Regions from separate parts of the Zea mays genome. Here region 1 is linked to region 2. The links are chromatin contacts, called in public Hi-C maps. All regions are on one chromosome and are shown on one strand. Each heading gives the region's core, a stretch centred on a gene start, on an enhancer-like site or on the middle of the called end of the contact. The rest is flanking DNA. Distances are from core to core; before and after follow the strand shown. Region 1 holds the start of LOC103631056 (B3 domain-containing protein Os03g0120900). Region 2 has its middle 59 kb from the start of LOC100282187.

Region 1 (4,710 bases), core at 1,445-3,944, 64 kb before region 2:
GTTTTGGAAGGAGAGCCTGCCCAAAGCACCGCAGCAAGAACAATCCATGCGCACAATACATGCATGCAGTACAATAAAGCACACTTGTCGCCCCCGGCCCTCTCATCCGATCCTCACAACTAGGAGAACCCCCTCACTACTGACATGATCATGCTGTGCATATTAGCAATTGTTATCATATGTGGGGATCGGAGAGAGCACACACACACACAGTGTTTCCTAGGCCCCTGGTCTTGCATGCTCAAACAAGGCGCTATTATCTTTCAGAAATGCAAGAAATCAGTAGGGTCTCCCCTCCAGGAGGCGGAACAAAAAGAAGAATTCGAGCAGACGAGGAAATCAAGAAAGGCAAATCGAGGCGACAAATTAACCATCGAGAAGAAGAAATCATTTTTTTATAACTTGTTGCTGCTGCTTTGTTCTTAATTTCCTTGTTTCCCCCTTCACACCGGAATTGCTAAAAAGAAATTGGGAGAGATGAGCTATATACGGGTTACGAGTGAAGACTTGTTGGTGCAGCGCAGCGCAGTGCTCCTCCACTCCAGCTCGATCGATCCTTACTTGCACCGGCCGGCCACGTACCGCCGCCGCCGCCTTTGTTTACTTGGACTGGATTGGATCTCGATCCCCTCACTCTCCACGACGACGACCGTTGGTGCCGTCTTCAGTGCACTGCAGTGGCGCCAGAAGCGGCCGCCGGCCGGGGAGCAAGTAGTAGTAGTAGTAGGCTGCTGCTGTAGAGATAGATCGTACGAGTACGGAGTAGGAGAACGACGACCACGCGGCTTCTCCGGCTGCCATGCCTTCACAAGTCAAGGTTCAAGGAGCACCTCGCTTTCCCGGAAGAGTAGGATGAGGAGGAGGACGCCTGCTGCGTCGGCGGCGCACTAGTCCTCCACCCGCCGACGTTCTCCTCCTCTGAGCCGGCGGCGGCGGCGCAGTCGAGGTTCACCCCGAACAGGCGCACCCGCTTCGAGGCTGACGACGCCACGGCGGGGGGCGGCGGCTCGGCGTGCTGCCCTGGCGTTGGCGGTAACCGTACCGGCACGGAGTCCAGCATCACCGTCGTGGAGGGCTGCTGGTGCGGCCTGTAGAAGAGAAGTTGCCTGGTGCCGGCCCCGTAGGCGTCGTAGCCGACGTGGCGGCGGCGGGTGTCAAGGTAGAGCGGGGAGGGCGAGGGCGGCAGGTGGTGGAGCACCGTCGTCGTCGTCGTCGTCGTCGTCCTGGCGGCACCGACCCCAGCTGCTGGGTAGTGGTGGTGGTGCGCGTGCGCCGCCGCCGCCCACGGCGCGTAGGGGACGACGGCGGAGGGGAGAGGGAGGCGGTGGTGGTGGTACTGGTGGTGCACGACGGGCGGGTCGGGTCGGCGCCGCCAGTCGATGAAGAGCCTGCCGCGCGCCGCCTCGCCGACGCCGCGGCCGAAGGAGACGGTGTCCCCGGCGTCGAGGCGCTTCTCCTTGACGAAGCGGCTCCAGCCCTTGGTCATCACGTAGCTCTGGCTGCTGTTCCAGTAGGAGTAGCGGAAGCGCCAGGGCTTCCCCGCGCGGTCCTCGAAGCTGAGCAGCAGGCCCTTGTCGTTCGCCGCCGCGTCCAGCGGGAAGTACCTCTCCGCGTGCTGCTTCGGGATCACCAGCCGGTTCAGCTTCCCGACGTCGCTCGGCGTCACCACCTTGTCGAACATGTGCTCCTTCTCCACCGTCGCCTGCTGCTGCTGCTGGTGGTGCTCAGCAGCCGCCCTCTCCTCGCCGCCGCCCGACCGGGTCGCGGGCGGGGGAGCGGTGAACTCCATCGATCTCTCCGATCGACGACCGGCGATCGGTCGAGATCGAGCCGGCCGGCCGTCCGTCGAGGCAGGTCGAACGTAGGCCGTAGACGCCGGCCGATCGATCGACGCTGCTGCCGCTACCGCCTCCGCCTTGAGACTTTACTTTGACCAGTGGCGCCTGATATACTTTTTGTTTATGGCACGCTACTACTGGATGGCGAAGAGTGGAGGTGCAGCTGTTACCATAGTTAGTTATACGACTTTGGGGATTGTTTTTTGTATTAGCGGATGGCTTCGGATCGGGAGAATTTAGAATTGGGGAATTTTCAGGGTTTGGTTCAGCTTGGTTTAATTTCTTGGATTGTTATTGCGGATCTGTGGTTGCTACGCGGCCCGCGCGCGGGATGGATTGATGAGGACGGAAGGGAGGAGGTGTGCTAGCGACCTGCAGGCTCAAATCAAGCTAGGGGATCGGAGGAGGAAGAAGAAGAAGGAGGAGGAGGAGCAGTGGCTGGGTAAGAAGAGTAGCAGGAGATGTGATGAGTGTGGTAGCAGTAGCAGTACTATGAAGGTTCTTGTGCATTGGTGGGACAAGGGAAAGGAGATGGATACTTACTTTTTGGCTTGCAACCAAAGGTAATTGAATTGGCCTCCTCCTTTCCTAGCTAGTAGCTAGTACTTATATTACCTAATCAGTCTCACCCACTGTAGTAGTGTTGTTAATAACTGTTGCAGTTTTGCAGCTAAGCATGTGTGTGCATGTATCATGTGATGTATGGATGCTTGGGATCGACCTCCATCTCCCTGTCACTGTGTAGGTATGCAGTACCCCTACTACTACTACTACAACTTGTATTGTAGGAGTATCCGTCATCCATGGGGCGGAGAGAGAGAGAGCGTGAGAGGAGAGGGTAGGCACAATACAAGTAGCCTGCTTTTTAAAGGGGTGAGATGAGATGGGCTAGGTAGTATAGGGGGATGAGAGAGGGTGGGCCCCTCCTCCACGAATTATCTGGTTGAGCTCATGTGAGCTTGTCCTTGTCATGCCATAGGCGGAGCCTTTATGTGAGTTAGGCAGGTGATGAGCCCCAAAATGCCAGTTGTTGCCTTGCCTGCAAATTGAGCATTACCATGTTATTCATGGGTATCTCAGGTAGTATAGTTATACTACGTACTCTATACTATATGTATTGTGCGCGCTCACTATCTTGGCGTGGTTATTTAAAGTGTATATATATACCACTTGGATTGGCACTTTGAATCTCGATCGTGTTATTTTATTGTATTTTTATATAGATACGGATGTATAGTTTGTTTTGCAGTTTATTACTAATTAATATGCAGTGAAAAAAATATATGTATGCTAAGGTGCTACTCCTCCTAGCATCAAACCATCTTCAATTTAATCTTTTTTATTAAAAATATCAGTATTACTAAACAAATATATAAATATGAGTTGTAGATTCGTCATGGAATATATCTTTTATAATATATCTATCTAGAGCCACAAATTTCGACACTAGTCTTCTATAAACTCAGTGAAGTCTAGGATAGATAGATATAGTCTGGTAAGCACATCCAAGAGACTAGTTAGACAGATCTTGAGATCCAAAGTCGCCTTATGCTAGGCCTTTTGGGGTCACACATCTAACACTTAATAAGGGCATGCTTCGGAGACCGGGGGAATGAAGGGGCTAAAATTCATTTACTATTCAATTTTAAATAGTAAAGGAATTTTAGCTCATCTATTACCCTCTCTCAAACAAAAGCCCTAAAAATATTAGCTATAAATTTCAGTGACAATAGTGAGTCAAAGACACGGAACACGGATGAACAGGCTCCACGTACACGTGCGCGCACACACAATCGGTCTACAGAGACAAATTTGCATTGCTCACTAATTTGAGAAAGATATGCTACGCACAAGATCACCTTCGTGCATATATGCAACACAAGATCAATCTATATATCCTTTTGTCCTATGTCTTCGGCTGACGTGGTTTGCGAAAAATCTTCCGCGCGCGTGCTTATCCGAAGGTTGTTAATTAGACCAAGAATACAGAATAATTTTATGTACATGTACACAATTAAAGGTGGTCTAGCTTGTACATAAAAAGTTGCTGGGGGGTTTTGTTTATTTTTTTTGCGCGTTACTGTTTAGGGTGCATTAAAAACGGATGCAGGTCGTTGACGCAAGTCAACCTAAGCTACTATATCACCTGAAAAGTTCCAGGGAAAGCAATGGCGCACGCATATATTGTTGCTTTAATTATAGGCAGGCAGCGTCGCCATATTTAATAAATCGTGCAGGCCCATTTCAGGAGGAGGCGGAGGATGGCGCATGCTTAACTCGATTTTAATTTGCTGCATATGCATGCATGCCTGCTGCAGGCCGCTCTTATCACACCGCCTGTTCCTGCTCCGGCCTGCTCGGCAAGAACAGCTCTCGAAGCATCCCTGCACAGTTCCGCCTGCCTCTGAAAACCACGCATCGTCCGTCCGTTCCGTTCATTTCCTTCCCCCCATAGATTAATTGGATGCGAATCAGATGAACGTACTCTGTGTGTTCTTGCTGTTCTCCTAAATATATAAAAAAAACCCAGTTCAGCGAATGAAAACTGATCCACGTAGCTAGTGTGTCTACAACGCAGCTGAAAGAATAATAATGCGTGCTATTGCGATGTGAATCTGAAGTGACAGTTTTTTAATCGGCATGGATCGACTGGCCCCTGAGCAGGTTTCAGGGTTATCTGCTGGGCATTATATGGCTAGAAAATCTCGGCCATTGGCAGTAGCTGAGCTTGCAACTGCAAGGCCAGCTGGTGTTGTCACTGGGCCAGGACAAGCCTAACAGGAGGGCAGCAGCTCAGGTCAGCGTCGTCGACATGGCTGCCGGTCTCTGATTCGGCCGGCCCCAGGAGCGGATGGCGCCTATTTTATGTGCG
Region 2 (5,219 bases), core at 2,539-5,038:
CCAGGTATTTTCTGCTCAGTGCTAAGAGCTATCCTTAATTTTGAGGACTCAACATGGCAATCAGTATCTCCTGAAGTTAAATATTTTGTCAAAAGACTTCTTAAGAATGAATGTTGCACAATCACTCTATAAGTACGCTTATAGTCTCACCGACAATTCCTTTTTCGCTTGTAATGTTTTTATAGCAACTGTATTCAACACTTATTTTTGAAATTTTATTAGTGTTACAGTAATATTTTGTCACACGGATTTTGCATATTATAGTGATGTTTGTCGTTCCGTATCTATATTTCATACAATTTTTTTACTCCCGTGGCAACATCTAAGTAAAGTAGCAAATCAAATGAAAGCAGTGTGTCTTCTCTTTGAAATGTTTTTTTATACTTATTAGCGATGTCTTGGATATAACTTTCAATGTATAACTATGTTTTTTTGTTAGCAGTGCCTGGCAATTGCACAGAAATTACTTGATATAAGTGATGAAGTTATTTTAAATTCTTATGACACACTGGTTATCTCTATATGAACTTTATTCAAAGATAACACTTTGACTGTTTGATGCCAACTACAGGTTTTGTTGTCAGTTACTTTCCCCCTTCTTTATCTTGATTATGAGTTTTGATATGCATATCCTGGTTTCTATAGTGGATCCATCTGGAAGAATATCTTGTGAGTCATCCGCCCGACTTGCTTTGATGTTATCTCGTGAGACACAATATCTGGTTCTACGTACATGATACCTGGTGCTTATGAGGCATGCAAGGCTATTTGGTACCTAGCTCGACAAATACATTCAATGCAAGAACAAAGTTCGAAGACAGATTCAAACTCTACCAATCCGATTAACCGCAAGATGGTTGAGATTATGGTCAATCAGGCTTCTACATGTGACTTGAAAGAACTTGTTTCAAAGTTCATTCCATAAACTTATCTAGAATATGTATAATTAGAAGGTTGCATAATACTGATTGGTTGTAATGTAGTGGTGAAACAGTTAGATTAAAATAACAAAATTTATGTATGCCTAGAACCATAAATGAATTATGAAATCATTTTTCATAATAATATAATACACATTTGTACATAAGTTATTATGCTATTATATGTTCCCGTTGCAACGCACGGGCACTTACCTAGTATATATATATATATATATATATGAATCCCAAAAAAATAGTTACGAGAAGCACCCAAAAGAAACTAATTAATACTGGTTACGAGAAAGCATCCAAAAGACGCACGCAGCAATCGTCCGACCTGTGTGGACCCTCCCGTCCAAGAAAATCAGCACACCCATCATCATCATGTTGACCGGCCGGTTAATTAACTAGTAGCTGTGCATGCGCGCCTTTGATAATGAGACACACATTTGGATTCTATATATTGCATCTGTGTAAATAAGACCGAGACGATATATGTTGCGGTTTTTTTTTTCATTGCATCGCTTCTGCATGCTCTTCTCCATAGCTGAAGCGCTGAATTCACGCCAAGCTGGCCCATGCATGTCGAACCGAACCGGAAGCACCTCTGGTTAGTGCAGTGAATGAAGCCGTGGTAGCTAGCTAGTATAGCACTAGTGCACAGCTCAGCTTCCTTTTTTTAGCTTTATTGGGGCCATGCATGCATGCTCATGCATATCGACATAGTACTTGTATACATGGTTTTACATGTTAGGCCCTGTTTGGGAACAAAGTTTTTGAAAACCACAGTTTTTGAAATACTATACTATACTTTAGTTATGACAATACCGTAGTTTATAATACCGCAGTTTTGAAAACTGAGGTCCAGAGCTAAGTTTAGAATGCCTTAAAACAACTATAGTATTTGCAATACTTCAGTTTTGAAAACAGAGATTTTACCCAGCTTGCCAAACACCATTATGTATATAATACTGCAGTATTTGAGAATACTGCAGTATTCTTCCAAAACTGCAGAAAAACTTTGTTCCCAAACACCCCCTTAACCTGCACAGTACACCTAGCTAGATTGTTAGGGCTGCTAAGCATACATAGGCATAATTAAGTTAAGTAGTATATGCTACAAATTCTACTAGCTAGCTAGCTTATTAGCTAGGCCCCAACACCCTGCAATGATAACGCTTAGACTGTACAAACATGCATGTAAGTATTACAGGTACTCCTAGTAGCTAAACAAGGGAGCGCTATAGAGAGAGAGAGAGAGGCCGGGTTGGGTTCATGCATGAGGAGGCAGCTCAAGATGGGCATAGGCGTCGATCGATCGGCATCCAGGCCTGTTTCACACAATTGTTCTACATGCATGTAGTAACGCAAGGCGCTGGCAGACGCAACGCATGCAATGCAGGAGGAGAATTAATGAAAAGAAAAGGGATCGATGCAGCAACGCAGCTAGCAGGCCACCAGAAAGAGAAGAGAGGCTGGAGAGAAGGTCTCGATCAGAGCATGCAGCTTCTTCGGCCCTGTCCCTTTTTCCATCGCGCTGCTGCATGGCCAAAAGGAGTACTAGCTAGGCATCTCTGCTGCGCTTTGCCTTTTCTCTCATCATCTTATATAAATATGCGTATGAATGTGTACGTAGGCACACAGCTATATGTATGTGCTGTGCTGTAAAAGCCTCTGCTTGACTGATGTATAGCTAGCAACTGGCCATGGAATGGATGTAGTACGCCGTCCATCGATGCTCAAGCAGTGTATATTATAGCTAGAGCAAGTAGCTTAGCTGCAGGCATGTGCATGCATGCATGGCGCGCGGTTGACAGGGGAAGGCTTCAGTATCGATCGATGCATGCATGGACATGTGTGTCTGTCAGCTAGCTAGCTAATACCCGGTTGACAGGGGGGATATATGTACTGCTTAATTTTTACCACTGGCACGGCGACAGTAATTCTGATCGAACATTACAGCAGATTAACATATGTGTGTGTGTTTGGCAATTGCGCGCAACAATGGACACCGGCCGGACATGATGCATGGGTTGTTTGCAGCAGTGCACTGTCTCGTGTGTCAGCTAGCTCCTCATTTCTGCATCTCTTACACCGTGTCCAACGGTTCATCATCCTTATAGTCACCTAGCTAAAACAATGTTTTACACGTACTATATATAGACTGTATTGTAGAATATGTATTATTCATAGCGTTACAGGTACTCCTAGCAAGGCCAAGTAGTGGCCCTTGGGCTCGCAAGGACACATACCATACGTATTCAGAGGCCCATGGCCATGCATGGCCCTCTACACTTTGCTAGCTCCCACCACTAAACATGGCCATCGACAAAGGCACGCGAGAGAGCGACTGATCTGAAGGGAGAGGGGAGGGGGTCCTCGTTATGCGTGCCATCATCGCCTCGCCTTGGCCATGGCGGGATTAGCTTGTGGTAGATGTGGGGGAGGACTATATACGTGGCATGGCATTTAGTAATGGAGGTGAGGGGGACCCTTTTTGAGACCGAGTGTGACCTGTGAAGAGAGGGAGCGAGTATAGCTATAGCAGGAACAAGGGGAGCAATGCAAGGGAATGGTACAGTGCCCATACGTTATGGTGGCATGCATGCAATGCAAGCATGGACAAGAAGATATCGATTACGATTACACATATCTATTTGCCATGCACACATATATATATGCTTGGGCAAATAGAGATGGGGGCAGGCCAATGTATTTTATATTTCTGTTATTTTTGTAGCTAGGGCACACGCACACCGTATGCCATATGCATGCATGGACCACGCCAATTATGCCTCGGAGGGTGTGGGTGGGTGTGGTGTGGCCCTGCCTCTCAACATCACCAAGCCTAGTAGACCTTTGGAGGGGTCGGGTCCTGCCTATCTATCCTAGCTAGCTACCTCATCTATTTATCATGCGTGTATGGGGGTGTATGCCGCGCATGCCGCTTTTTAAATATCCTCTCTCCTCCCTCTTTCTCATGTCATGTGAGCGTGAGGTAGATGTAGATGCATGCAGCTGGACGATGCCAGGAAGAAGCTGCAGTGTGTATGCCCCAACACTGCTGGCCTCCCCCCAAGCGGCCAAGCCTCTCTCTCTCTTCTTATGGATTATATATTAACTGCATCTGCATATGCAAATAATTGGTGTAAGGAATATCATACGATACCATCATATTCCAGGTGAAAGGAATTAATTAGTCAGATATCAAACATGCATCGTGTTTATATACACACACGAATATGTTCCCTCCGTTTTTTTATTGTCACGTTTTAGTTCAAAAATAAACTAGCGAGCAACAAAATATTTAAAACGGAGATAATATATAATACTGTACCTAAAAATGTAGGTGTTAAACTATGGTAGGCTGTAGGTAGGCTACGCTGTTTTGAATGCAAGATTTGGATCACCTACGAAGAAATAAAATTATGCTTGGACGGTCCTTACATGCATGAGGATGCCCTAGCTATCAATGGTGATATATAGTAGCCAGGGTGTGGGCGTGTGATGGCTCCTTGAAGGTGAAAGGCAAGCTAATAGGGGACCTCTCCTGGATAGTTCATTTCTCAAGTAACATTGCGCTAGCTTTTTCGACGTCCTGCATTGTAGCTAGATGATGGCGTATATATCAATAGTCGTCCTCACGTGAGGAAGTTCTGCCTATTAAGCACTATTCTTGGTGATATGGAGTTATCTTATATGCACTGATATAATAAAAAAATCGGCTAGGGAAGAAAAGACCGTACTCTCAATATTATATTAAGAAGAGACCGAAATATAGCCTCGACCGAGAAAATCCCCGAACCCTAGCTCCCATCACTAGCGGGTCATCACCATCCACTCTGCAACGGCCCAGACGGAGGGTGGCGCGCAGGTAACACGCGAGGCGGGAGTGGGCGGGGCACAACGAGTGGATTTTTTTTAATCAAGCCCAAAATTTGTCCCGAGAGGATCGAATGCGGGACCTGGAGGTGTTACTCGAAAGCCTTGACCATTACACTAGATGCCCTTTCGCTATATGCACTAATATAATGACTTTAGCACTTACATATCTACTAGTCAGTTGTTCATGCTTTGCTACAGTTTTTATATATAATATAAATAGATATTGAGATATTTATTCAAATAATCATTATTTATTTTAAAACACTAAGGTATGTATGGTTTGGTGATTAGCCCTAATTTTTTGGAGCAGGGGCGTGGTTTCGAGTGCTCGCTCTGCACTATTTTTTCGTGGTGTGGTAGCTGTGAGGGCAGGTGCGAGGGCGAGGTCGGGTGCTAGGCAAGCATAGTAGTTGG

Evidence for each region. A called contact is a pair of places that touch in the nucleus more often than the background predicts.
Region 1: a Hi-C map of bundle sheath shows a contact between it and region 2, with 3 times the contacts expected there. The contact joins the promoter of LOC103631056 here to the enhancer-like site in region 2. A contact is called at or near these places in 14 of 25 Hi-C or Micro-C datasets (bundle sheath, ear, endosperm and 5 more) and 2 of 3 datasets of contacts at active chromatin or transcription factors (leaf and shoot).

Annotation. Positions count from the first base shown.
Region 1 is chr1:4,611,793-4,616,502 of Zm-B73-REFERENCE-NAM-5.0, reverse strand. It overlaps LOC103631056 (B3 domain-containing protein Os03g0120900), which reads right to left and starts at 2,694. Exons shown (of 1, transcript XM_008652066.2): 1 at 367-2,694. The coding sequence starts at 1,789. The coding sequence ends at 806.
Region 2 is chr1:4,548,035-4,553,253 of Zm-B73-REFERENCE-NAM-5.0, reverse strand. No RefSeq gene overlaps it. Among protein-coding and RNA genes, the nearest start is that of LOC100282187, 59 kb to the right of the region's middle. Within about 2 kb of position 3,788, at least 11 of the 20 cell types and tissues checked have an H3K27ac peak or open chromatin away from gene starts, as enhancers often do. A contact at or near this core is called in bundle sheath, ear and root tip, where this site is marked.